Linked DNA regions of Anser cygnoides: region 1 is linked to region 2. A link is a contact called in public Hi-C data. All regions are on one chromosome and are shown on one strand. The core of a region is the stretch at or near the end of the contact, and the rest is flanking DNA. Distances in the headings are between cores, read along the strand shown.

Region 1 (6,482 bases), core at 2,544-5,043, 210 kb after region 2:
ACCAAGCTCCCCGTGTGCCACCCAGCTGGGTGGCTGTGACTGCTTGCCGTGCAGAGCAGGGGGGCCAGCCGGCTTGGGAAACTCTCTTGCAGCTGCCTGTGAGCTTTGGAAGGTGCCCAGCAGCCAGAGGGCCCAAAAGCTCTTGCATTCCTGCCTCCCCACCTCGCTGCCTCCTGGCAGAGCCCGAGCCTGCCTCTCCGGTACCCAGGAGGAGCCTGGTCTCCTCCTTGGTGGTACGGTTGTGAAAGAAGAGAAAATGATGGGGGAGATTCCCAGACGGCTGGCACTGCAGCTCCACGGGCCGCAGGATTGCCGGGGAGGGGAGAAGGGAGCAGAGCCGCTGCTGGTCGTGCACGGGCAGGGAGCACCTGGAGCTTGGGCAACGCCGGGAGCCGTCCCTGCTGCTCCGCCTGGCTCCGTGCGTGCGCTGGCTGCTGGTCTTCATTACATTAATTGCATTTCACTTTAAGGCTCCGTCAAGTCCAAACGCAGCCCAGCGGAGCGTCACGGGGCTGGCTGGCACCCAGGAAGGAAAGCCGAGGGGGTGGAGGAAGGTTGGGTGAGAAAGCGGCGGGCCCAGGGGAGCTGCAGCTCTCCTGGCGCAGGGAAGGCGACGCTTGCCCGTGCCTCGTGCTCCCTGCCCTTCTCCCCACGACGATCCTGCTCTCTGGGCTGGCAGGGGCAGCGGTTTGGGGCGAGATCCCCACGTCAGGGGAACAGGTTGCCACCCAGGGCCACTTCCATCAGTGTGGGAGAGGGAAGGAGCTGCCCTCACCCACACGTTTGTGCCTCTCCCGCGGCTGCGGGGCCGCAGGGAAGGGAGAGGGGCGGTTGTGCAGTGTGGGCACACACACACCGGGCATCCTTTGTGTGTCCAAGGAGAGCATGTGCTGCCCTGCACCGTGGGAAGAGCTGATGGCCTGTGACAGGGTGGCCGTGACCCGGTCTGAGGGGCATCACCGGGGGGATCCCACATCTCTTACCCCAAGGGATTTGGGCACCCGGCTCTTCCCGGGCGTGCGGTGCTCCTACCTCGCTCAAGCAGCAAGGGGAAATGAAAACTGTGACCGGGGAGGTCCCTCCCAGTGCACTTTTGGTGACTTTTTTTTTTTTTTTTTTTTTTTAAATAGAGCAGGGCTCTCTGAGCATCCTGACAGTGGGAAGTGCTCAGTGTAAGGGACCCCCTGGCTGGCCAGTACAATAACCTCCCAGATGTGGGATGAGAGCCCCCTTGTCCCCGCTCCATCCTGTGGGATCCCCCAGGACTGGGGTTTGTGTGCGAGCACGGGAGGCAAGGCGAGGGAGCTGGGGACGGGTGAGCTCCTGGGGGGCGAGGGGGCAAGCATCTCCATGGCAGGGCGAGCATCTCTGCAGGCAGGGCGAGCATCTCCAAGGCAAGGCGAGCATCTCCAAGGCAAGGCGAGCATCTCTGCAGGCAGGGCGAGCATCTCCACGGCAGGGCGAGCATCTCCAAGGCAAGGTGAGCATCTCTGCGGCAGGGCGAGCATCTCCACAGCAGGGCGAGCATCTCCAAGGCAAGGCGAGCATCTCTGCAGGCAGGGCGAGCATCTCCACGGCAGGGCGAGCATCTCCAAAGCAAGGCGAGCATCTCCAAGGCAAGGCGAGCATCTCTGCAGGCAGGGCAGCATCCCCGTGGCAGGGCTCTCCGGCCGCTAGGTGTCCTCCGTGGGCCGCACACGGGTGTCGGGGGCCCCGCGGGGAATCCAGGGGCTCCAGAAACGTGGGGGTTTGGGCAAAACCCCCGGGACAGGAGGGGCGCCCCCTCCCTCACCACCCTGCCCCGAGGCAGAGCTCTGCTCCCCCGGGGGCTGCACGGGGGGGGGACATGGTGCTGAGCCCCCAGCTTTGGCTGTGGGGCGGACGCCTGGCTGCGTCCATCCCTGGGGGTGCTGGTGGGAAGAGGAGAAAGGGTTTTTCCTGTGCCCCTATAGAAAGCAGAGGATGAGGCTGGAGCTTTGCAGGATTCATCTTCCCAGCCCGTGTGAGCTCTGCTAGGAAGTTAAATGCATCCCCTGCCAGCGACGTGCAGCCAGCACAGGGAGATGCTGAGCTCGCCCAGCACAGAAGGAGCAAAAATACCTTTCCGTCCTGCACCCCGAGCCCCTGTCTGCCCCCCGGGGTCCCAAGCAGGGCTGGCCAGGTGACTCCCTGCGTGATTATTTGCAGCGGGTAGCCAGGGGCTGACAGGGTCCTCCTTCCTGCTGGGAAGCCCCAGATGATGGGATGGGGAAGTTAGGTTTATTCCTGAAAATCCCAGCTCTCCCAGCCTTGTTTTTTCTCTCCTTAGAAGACCTTTTCCTTAGGTGTCCCAAAAATAATGCTCAAGAGTAAACGCTATTGCCTCTGTCGGGTGTCAGCAGGGTATTTCCCAAAGACCTTGCAGAACCCAGCTAGCAGCTTCCCCGTCAGCATATTCCCCCTCGCTGGAGCCAGCGAGTCCCCCCCGCACTATCTTATCAGCACACTCATTATACCCTCAGAAACACAGTGTAAACATCGCCAGCAAACTGCACTCGATGACAATTTCCTTGCCAAATAAGCCACTTCCCTGCTTGAGTGATGGTTATGAGAGAGGATTTCTGTAACTGCTGCTGTTTGAACAAGTGCGAGGTAAATACAGCTCCCTTTCTGGGAGCACCCGCGTGCACCTGCTCTGCGGAATTTCATCACAGGCAGAGGTAGGAAGGTGTCTGAGAGCTGCTCATTAAAATACTGGCAGCTCACCGCCGCTGCTTTGTTCGGTTTCTAACCTGGAATTTGGCTGAGGGAGGAAGATAACGCTCCGGCAGGAGCTGCCAGGGGAACTTTCCCAGTCCAGGCTGTCAGGCAGACGGTTTTACAGCTTATTCCAAAGGGGGCACCTCCACGAGTGCATCAGGATGCTGACACGGGCTGCGCTGGGAGGAGATGGGTACTGCCGTGGCTGAGAGAATCGCAGTGCTGCTGCTGGGCTCCGGTCAGAGCAGAGGAAAATAGCAGAACGAGAGCTCTTGCCAGCTTCAGCCCCTGCCCGTCTCCACTTCCATTACCTGCCACAGCTGCTGCGGGGCTTAGAGCAGTCCTCAGGCTGCTCTGGTTCGCAACAGGTAATGCAGCTGGATGCAGGCAGGCCGGGACCTGCCGGGGATCTCGAGTGCTTCCTGTGCTGCTTTTCAGCATTTCAGCCCCGGCACAGCCGAAGAAAGCCCCTGCAGCCTTCCCCGATGCTTGCTGCGACCCAGCCTGCCCCGTCGGAGCCGGCACAGTCTGCCAGGAGCTGAGCGCCACGCAGCTTGGCCGCACTGCTGTCCTTCCATTCAGAGGGAGAGGGAGGCTGAATGGGGAGAAGGGAAGAAAACAGAAACTAAATTAGTCTCCCAGCTGGTAGCAGAGCTTCCGTGCGCCGATTGCAGAAGGCTGTCCAATTCCTTCTCCCGTTACAGGCTTTGCTGCAGACCCTTGCAGCTTGCTTTCAGCTCTCCCAGCTCTGCTAATTCCTGCTGCAGCCTGTGCTGGGCTGCCTTTCTCGGATGGGCTCCTTCCCACCCGGCTCTGTCTGGGTCTCCCTCTTTTCTCCCAGCTCGTATTTCACAAAGATTTATTTCCCCTTCCCTTCCGTGTGTAAATAACCCCAGATATGGCCACAGACGGTGTGCTCAGCCAGCGGGGCTCCTCCTGACACAGCCAGTGCTAAGCTCAGCCAGCAGCCTCGCTCAGCAGCCTGGCCTGACGCCCACCTTAGCAGGCTGAAGTAATGCTTTAAGGATCACGGAGGAGGGCTGGAGCATCAGGAGACGAAGGGGAGGGTTTGTAGAGAGGAACTCGAATGCAGATTAAAGGGAGAAAAGAAAACCCCCTTGATGCCCTGCATTGATTGCTTTGCTTAGTTTCTTTTTGCAGAGATGATGTAATAAAACTGAAGCTAGTTTGTGTGACCCCTGTGATGCATCAGAGCATGGCGCCAGTGCATGGCCTGCCTTGTACTATTGCCCTGTGCCCACACTAGCCCTTTGCACTGAGATATCTGGCAGTTGTCCTCACTATGACTAGCACCAAGATTTAATAGGAACTACAATCTAAGCATAGCTCCTTGCTTTTTACTCCGTTTTGGGGGCTGGAGGAAGGAAAGAGAAGGTAAAGCCTTGTCCACTCTGTGCTGAACCCTGATTTCAGTGGAGCCCTAGTTCAGGGAACTGCATTTCATCACCTTTCGCAGCGTGCCTTGCTTTCCAGGCAGAGGATGTGTTGCACCACGCCGTGCAACGTCTGCCTGGGATGAGATGTGCAGAAACAGCAGGCTAGCTGGAAACTTCGCTCGGAGATGAGTTCTGAAAGCACAGCTCCCTGCAGGTAGAGACAACGCGGAGCTTTACAGGGAGAGCCCTCCAAGTCTTGACACATCATAAGATGAATCTATTAGGGTTAAGGTCAGTAGGGGAAGGAACATGGGCTCATCCTGGCATCTCGAGGGGGCTGTGCTGTGGGTTTTTGGGGTCAGGCTGGGACATGGACGGAGTCCTGCAACAATTATTACCTGACACAGATTGAGAAAGTGCGTTAGGAAGTGAAAGACTCTTATTCAGCACGCCAAACCGAGGTCACTAATAACTGTAGGGAATATTCTGGCATGTGGCGGTGGGTGGATTTCTTCACCAGCGTTCCCCGAACTTGTGAGGAAAGGTTCCCCAGGACTGGATTTAGATAAACGGTGAGGGCACAGTTCTGAGAAAGCAACCTTGGATTCAGAGATTAGCTGCTAATTCAATTAACATGAAATGGAAAGACAAACAAAGCCTGCAAATAAGGCTCTTGGTTTCAAATAGGCAAATCTTTGTTGACTGAGGGAAATCCACAGGAATGAAAACTGGACTTGGGAGCTCAGAGAGGCTTGCGATTTTTCAAAGTCAAAAAAAAGCAAAGTCGAAAATGGGTGAGAGGTGTGGGGGCAGGGAGAACCTTCCCCGGGAGGTTTCCAGTTCCAGCTAGCTGCGTAACCACCTCAAAGGGATGCTGGCAGCAACCAGGATGCCTGCGAGGGATGTAGAAACAGGCCAGGTCAGCAGAGAAGGCAGCAGCTCAGAGGTCGGCGTGTGGAGGAATAAACGAGGCTGTCAAAAGCCAGATGAGTAATCCCACCGTGGGCATTAAAACGACCGGCCCGAAGTTCTTCAGGTGCAGAACAAAAGGAGTGAGCAAGGGAGGAAGAAATGGTGATGCTCTGCAATCAGCGCGGGGTAGAGATTGAGGCAAGTTTAAATATTGCCTTGGAAGGACTTATTAATGGGAAAACGAGGCTAAACGTAGGGCAAGGGAAGGCAAGGGTATCGAGGAGAAAATTGCCAAGTTCCTGGCAGAAATGAAATTAAGAGCTCGTTGTTTTGTCGGGGGTGTAGGGAAATACCTTCTGCCCCCTGGTTGAGGCAGAGTGGAGGAAATCACAGATCTTTCACCGGGATTTCTGGCAAGTCTGCGTCATCTCAGCACTGCCATGGGACCAGAGACCCAATTTCATGCCTACGTTTTGAAAGGGGGTGGGGAGAGGTTAGCCTAGCTGAGTACAGAAATGCTAACGCATCCTCAGCGGGGTGTCAGAGGAAACTTTGAGAGCAAGATGTGTGAAGGGTGCCTGTAGATGGGAAACGAACTGCTCCGTGGCCACCTTGGATGAACTAGTTGTTTTTCTTTCCTAAGATGACTCAACTTCTAGATGGATGCTGAGAAGAAAAAAAACAACACCCTCTAGCTTGCTCCAGGGTGAAGCTCGAGCTCTTTCCAGGAAGGGAGCACATGGTTTCACGGCTTCTCCTAGGGTGACTATGTCAGATCCCCTCCTGCTCCTGGAGGAGGAGGCTTCCGAGAAGCGCCGATGCTTTCTGACTGCGGCACACTCGGGGCTGCCTCCTCCGCTTCCTTGCTCGCTCTCTCGCTGCCCCAACAGCTCGCAGTAACCCGAGTCTGTCCTTCCCCTTTTCCTTACTTTCCTCGTGCCCGAGCACGTTGCAGAGCCGGCCGGGAGCCCCGTGCTCCGGCAGCCACGGGAGGAGGGCAGGGAGAGGTGGCGGGAGAGGAGAAGGCATGAAAAGAGGAGAGAAAAAGTTTAGAGAAAGGGAGAGAAAACTTTTATTTTCCTGATTTGGGGGAAATGTCTCCGATTCGGGGGAAATCAGGTTCAAAGTGCCCCTGCAGGGCACTGCAGCCCTGCGCTCTCCCTTGTCCGCCCCAGACCACAGCCTCTGCCTCCCCCCAGCCCTACGACGGTGTCAGTTTAAGGATGGTTTTGCAGGGAACAGCACGCCTGCCTCCTCTCCAGATGCTCTTTCCTGACTCTTATGCCCTCCGACAATGCCAAACGACGACCAGGTCAGTCCCTGCCGCCCTCAGAGGCTGTGAGCATTCACCCCCAGCTCTCAGAGCCAAAGCACTCCCGAAGCATGGGGCACAAACACGCAGTTTTACAGCAGCCAACGAGTCTCACCATCGGG
Region 2 (6,444 bases), core at 12-2,511:
AGAGCCGGGGCCCGTCCTGCCTCTCAGGTGTGGCCCTGCGCCTCCGGGCTCCCGCTGCTGCCAGCCTGGATGCGGCCGGGAGGAGGGAGCGGGAGGCGCTTGGCAGCCTCCAGGCTCGGATGGGGGCGTCTGCAGCACCCCCAGCTCCTTCCCAAGGGGTCCCTTGGGATTTTGGGTTTCTGCTGGGGGGCAGACCCCTTGGGAGGCTGTGGTTTGTGGCACCCCGAACGTGCTCGGTGATGAGAGCAGGCCCCCAGGCAGGCGCAGCGCTTCGCCCCAGCCAGCCCGGGAGGCCGGCGACAGAAATGGGTACAAACCCCAGGTGTTTGGGTTCCTCCGCCACCAGAACCCACGCCCTTCCCAACAAACAGCCAAACCCAGCCTCCCACGGCCAGCGGGCTCCCGGCCCTCTCACCGGGCTTGGCTGCAAGAGGGAAACGCGCAGCCACAGCCCCCAGCGGAGCCGAGCGCGGGGCTGGCGTGCCGGCCCTGGAGCTGCTCCAGCCCTTTCTTCCCCAGCCCGGCAAGCCCTAAAACCCACAGCTCGTCTCTGCAGAACAGGTTCGGCACAGCAGCAGCCGTGCCAGCTTCCCACGCAGCAGCACAGCCCAGCCTGCCCCGCACCCCCTGCCCCAATAGCCCTTCTCTTTTTTTCGCCCTGCTCTCTTCCTGGATCAAAGCTGCCTCCCCTCCCCGTATTACAAGCGTTATTTGGCTCGGAGATAAGAAGCTCTCCAGCAGCTCTTTATTAATCCCACTGGAGGCAGGAAGAAGGCAGCGAGGAAGGACTCGGCGTGGCCAGGACAGAGACAAATGGCCCACAAAACACCTCTGCAGCAGAGAGGCATGTGCGGGTTTGCTTCTTTTTTTTTTTCCCAGCAGGTCTCACGGGAAGCACGGGTAATAATTAACAATTATCGAACTTTAAACTTTCCATTCCTCTCTCTGTCCCGACAAGGCTTTTGTAATAACTGACCAGCGTGGAGCTCTGCCAGCCTGGTGTGTGGGGGCAGCAGGGGCAGGGAGGGGGCTGCAGCAGGATGCTGGGGCTCAGCCCGCTGCCCCCTTGCTTTTGCACCGAGCATCTTTGCACCCCTCACCTACCATCAAACCGCCCCCCAGGTAATGACTGCAAACCAGAAGTGACCCAAATGCAATGCTGGCGGGGCGAAAATCAAAAGGAAAGCGAGCAGGGAAGCCAATGGACCACGTCCTCCCACCTCCACAGCTCCAACCCATGCACCACGCACTCAGAAACCGGGTCCGGCCTTTGCCCTGGCAGAGGATTTGTGCAAATCGTGCAAAACAGTTCTAAAATCTAAATGTCTTCTAAAATCCCTGGGCAAGGAGCTGTGTGATCTCGGCTGCTGGGGAAAATGGCAGAACAAAGGGGAGTTGCCTTCCCCCGTGCTTTTTAGATGGTCTCCTGCTCGAAGGGAGGCACGTGGGCACGGCGAGGAGCCCTGCAGATGCAGGGTAGGAGACGAGGACAGCCAGCAGCGGCTTTGGACAGGGCAAGGCACACGGAGGCGAACGGAGCTAGCCAAGGATATTCCAGGGAGCTTGTGGCAAAGCCAAGAGACGCTGCCAGCCCTTCTGAGCTCAGCCTGCCTTTGCCATCACCTCCAGGCCAAGCTTTCCCTTGAAGTAAAAGCTGATTCACGCCCGGTGGAAGTCGGCGTGAGGTGGCAGGTCCGCCCGCTGCCAGCGAGCACCACGGGCCTGCAAGGTGCTCCGCGGGCACGGCAGCGCTGGGACGTCAAGGATGCGAAAAATATACATATATCTGAAAAGTGTGACTTTAGCCTTATATTTCTGAGGTGAATTTAGAGCCAGTGAAAGGCCTCGGATCGATATCAGCAGAGCTGCGAGCTGGAGTCCTCCCCTTAGCCGCGGACAGGGCACAGCTGAGGCAGCATCTGCACAGGCAGCCTGCCCACGGCCTCCGCCAGCGGGCCTCGCTCCGACCTTGCCGGGTCGCCTTGAAGAGCAAGAGGGAAACTCCCCCTCCTTCCTTCCTCCCCCTTCCGAGCAGCTTTTGTTCCCCAGCACCATGAGGAGATGGCTGCCGGGTGACTTCACCCGGGTGCGCTCTGTCTGGAGGAGCGGCTGCGTCCGGACAAACCCCACGCCCGCCCAGATGCCATCCTGCCCCGTGCGCAGCCAGTCCCACGGAGCTCAAGGCCATTTCGCAGCGTATTTTGAGGCAAAAGCAGCCCTAGAAAGGGTTTATTTACCTGGCTGGCTCTGGCATGATGATCTAATACAGATATACCCAGCTTCTGTCCTGTCACGGCAGCACATGTGTACAGCCCCATGCCCAGTGACCTTTGCAAAACGTGTTGTGGGTTCTCCCTGTACAAAGTCGGGATCAATTCAGCTGCCAGGCTTTGCCCACGTTACCCCTGCTAATTGGAATTACAGCAGGCAGACAGCCTACAGCCTTCACTCTGTCTCCCCATCACTTGTCATAATGCAACCAAAATCCCGCTCGCTCGCTCCTGAGCGCTCCTCAGGGCGCTCCTCGCTGCCCCGTACGAGGCACCCAAGGGCTGCGGCCAGGTCGGGGAGCACCCAAGGGTGGTGCCAAGCACTGGGCTGAGCCCCCGGCCCCGCAACTCCCCCCTGCCTGCAGAGCCTGCCCAGCAGAGGCCACACACATCCCACACCGAAATCTCGACGGATTTACGGAGCCGGGGTGATGCCCAGCAGGCACAGCACCCGGGATTTGTTGGGCATTATCAAGCGGCGTAACGCAGGGCTGCATTACCCACACGAGGCAGGGATTGGCAGCCCGGACCTACTCGCCTCCCCAGAGCCTGGCCATAAACAAAACTTAAATAATTAGAGTGCTTGGGCGGAGATGCAGCCTCTAAGTATTCCTAGGCTCACGCAAATAAAGGAAATAAATTCTTGGAAGGTGCCAGGCTGGATGGGGCAGAGGGAGGCTCATTTTCCACATCACTTGAGAGCAGCCGTTATAAATCTCGCTGAAAGATGCACCTCCCCAGGCTAGCGATATTTTTAAACTCCGGGAGAGAGGGGAGAGAAAAAAAAAAAAAACACATTTTAGTATTTACACCACAGGCGAAAAGAGTATTTAAAAATCAGGATACATTTTTGAAAGTCTGTTCCTGCCATGCCAAGGAAGAAAGAAAGAATATTCGTTCTAGAGAGTGATAAGTGGAAAAATCAGCCCCGGAGAATTCGTTCCTATCCCCATCCTGCTCTTGCAGGCTGCGAAGCCGAATTCCCAGCAGGACTGGGGGCTGGGGGGCTCTCCCACTGGCAACTTTGTGGTGCACCTCCCAGCTGGATCAGTCCCAAAGGCAGAGCAGCTCCTCTGAATCCTGGGGGGTGACTCCGGCGCTGCCCCTGCTTGTGCCTGGGACAAGGTCCCAGGGGACAGGAGGTGACCCGGCACCCCCACGGGATCAGCAGCCAGGGTTACTGGGCTGGGAGCCCGAGCCTGTAACCAGACGCAGCGGGGCCAGGCGCAGGGACCTGCTGCTGGATGTCGAGTGAAGGACGTGGCCCTGGAGCCGGCACAGCCCCGCGTGGTGTCCCCCCCCCCGAGCAGCACGTCCCAGCCCTGCTGCGTGGCAAGGCCACCTGGGCTCTGGGGCAGGGGAATGCAGGCGGCACCCTGCGCTGAATCACCACGCCAGTTTTAATTTCTGATGCTTTAACGTCCCTGCCGGTTAGCGTTTCCGTCCCTGCACAGAGCGGCGAGCGGGGCCGGCTCCCTTTCGGGCAGCCGTCTAGGAAATCCCGTCGGTGGCTGGCCGAGCGCAGGTGGAGCAGCCCTGCATGGCCACACGCCGTGTCCTCAGCCTTGCTCTCTGGGTTCCTGAGGATAAACCAGACCCTGCTGGAGCATCCCTATCCTCTGCAACCGCTGCCGCGCTCCTCCTGCGTAACTCAGCCCCTAATTGCCCCCGGGTCCTCAGGCTCTGACAGCATTCCCCTTTTTACGAGCTGTGCTCTGTGCAAGCCTCTCTCCTTCCCATCCCTCCCACCTCCTTCCAGGACTGCTGCCATCCTCCCAGGAGGATCCCATTCCGCCTGTATCAAAGGGATACACGAACACACCCATTAGACATCAGAGCACCAAGCAAATCCCCAAACAAGCTGCCTCCCGAGATCAGAGCGCGCTGCAATCATCCCTCTGCAAGGAGATCCCACTAAGCCTTGCCCCGTCCCTGGGATCCCGCTGAGGTAGGTTTGGCAAGCTCAGACCCATCACCAGTAAAAGTCTGCACCACACTTGCACCAGAGAGCTTCAGGCCTCATGCAGGTCCCCTTGCAGCGTGCAGGTCCCCTTGCAGCATGCAGTGGATGGCCAGAGGCTGTCCCGCATGGGGTGCCCTGCCTGCAGGAGGGCGCTGCTGCTGCCTGGGTCTCGCGTCCCCCTGCAGCAGGGGCTGAGCTGGGCCATGCTGCAGGTGTCCCGAGCCATGGCAGCACGTCCCCTCCTCTGAATACCCCCGGGACCCAGGGGAAAAGCAGCACGGGGAGCCGGGAGCGCTGCCCGCGGGCTGGACGTGCCCGCGCTGGGGCAAGCACCGGGGCAGAAGTGGTGCTTGCGTGTCGGTTCACGTGTTGGTGCACGAGTGCCTTTCATAACCGTGGCCTCAAAGGGAAAAGCCAGGAGCTTCTTCTAAAGGCTTTCGTAAGAAACCATGTGCACTCTGACACAAGGAGCGGAGCACTTGGCTTTGAAGCCGTGACGATCGGTGTCCTGCAGGTTTCCATCCCGGGCTCGCTGGGACCACCCTGTTCAGCCCCTAACCCCCAGGTCTCAGCCCCAAAATCCAAGAACACGAGCTCATCCCTCCAAAGCGAGATCCCCAGCTCCAGCGTGTCCAGCGGGGGGGGACACCACAGACTACAGCACCCAGCAGCACTGCCAGCAGAGCCCGGAGGGGTCCCGTATCCCATGGAAACTGCGGCAGCTGATCCGAATTAGGAGATGGCAGGGATGCTGCTGTGCGACACGGCCCTGTCCCAAATGCCTATAAATGGGCACAGCCTCGCTTCCCCCCCGCGTCCCCAAAAAGCCGGTCGGTGCCGAGCCCCCGTGCCGGTGCTGCTGATGATGGGAAGAGCACGAGCAGCCCCAGCACCCGCCGGCTCGTGCTGTCGCCTCCGCTGGGCTCCGCCAAACCACGACAGCCCCAAGTGACGCAGGCCTTGGGTAGGCGACACGGGCAGGAGCAGCGGCAGTGCGAGGGCAGCCTGCATGCTGGGAGCAACTTGGAGCAGGGGAGATCTTTTTCCTGTGTGCAATTCCAGCCCCTGAACAGACTTTGATCATCCATCCTTAACATTTCCTCCAGACTTAGCTCTCCCCCAGGCTACGCAGCCCATCAGCACAAGGGCTCTGGTGGGGAGGTGACTCAGGGCTGGGCTACAAGGGGTCTCAGTGCTTATTACCTAACCCAGGAAAGTCAAAAAAAAAAAACAAAACAACAACATTATACACATCTCACCATGAAAGAAGTAGCCATAACTTGATGCAACTTAATTCCCCAGTGCAACCGATGTGTTCCTGACTGCAGGCTTTGCAAGGATATTTCAGGTGCTGGCACCAAGTTGTCCCCCTGCCTGCCCTGGCATTTACTCCGTGGGCATGCAGCACACATCAGCCTGCGACACAGTGGCTCTGGAGCTGGGAGAGCTGGGGCTGCTGCACTCCAGGACCACCTCTCTGCTTCTTGCCCCTACCCAGGGGAGCACAAGGAGAGGTCTCAAGGCAGGGGGACCTCCGGCAGCGCCGTGGGTTTGGGCTAGGGGGAAGCCGTGACGCCACGGGGCGCTGACAGCTCACCCAGCCCCGGACTCTGAGCTCAGGCAGTTTGTTTGGGCTGGTCAAGGACGGGCAGGGTTCATTCCGCCCTCGCTGCTCGCCCCTGCCCCGAGTGTTGCCGTGTCTCACGCGGCGAAATATTGAGCTGCTCGGCACAGAAACCGTGAGAAGACGGTGACGGAGATGCTGACCTTTCTCCTCACCTAGCCAGCTCTCTGTGTTTGCCTCCAGTAATCCCCGCTCATCGTATTAAACTCTCCCCTGGTCTATGACTTCTGCCCATCAGGGACGGTGTGTAACCCCGGCTTTGCTAGGACACTCGGCACAACATCCTCTAATCAAAGGGCTCTGCTTGGGCTCTCGAGCCCTATCGGCCTCTTCTACATGTTAGCACCGAGTCCTTAGCCAGAGCTCTGCCCCCAGACCTCCTCCTCGGGCCGTCTCTCAGTGAAAATGAGCACTGAAACCCTTCCCAACTAGCACACCTCTCAGTCCAGGGGTATCCCGCTGGTGGATAAGAATTGAAAGCTGTTTCTGCACAACGTGGCCACGGACCCTCCATCACGGCAGCCCGTGCCGACCCCCCCGACAAGGCAGGGTTTGCTCTCAGGTGGCCGCGGGGTGCTCGGTGCCAG

What was found. Hi-C and Micro-C count contacts between places; a contact is called where the count stands out from the background.
Region 1: a Hi-C map of liver shows a contact between it and region 2, with 1.9 times the contacts expected there. The contact joins two enhancer-like sites. A contact is called at or near these places in 2 of 7 Hi-C or Micro-C datasets (both in liver).

The regions. Positions count from the first base shown.
Region 1 is chr21:4,912,863-4,919,344 of Taihu_goose_T2T_genome, forward strand. No RefSeq gene overlaps it. Among named protein-coding and RNA genes, the nearest start is that of TRIM29, 12 kb to the left of the region's middle. Within about 2 kb of position 3,794, at least 1 of the 3 cell types and tissues checked has open chromatin away from gene starts, as enhancers often do. A contact at or near this core is called in liver, where this site is marked.
Region 2 is chr21:4,702,165-4,708,608 of Taihu_goose_T2T_genome, forward strand. The region is part of intron 1 of NECTIN1 (nectin cell adhesion molecule 1); the gene reads right to left. Among named protein-coding and RNA genes, the nearest start is that of NECTIN1, 10 kb to the right of the region's middle. Within about 2 kb of position 1,262, at least 2 of the 3 cell types and tissues checked have open chromatin away from gene starts, as enhancers often do. A contact at or near this core is called in liver, where this site is marked.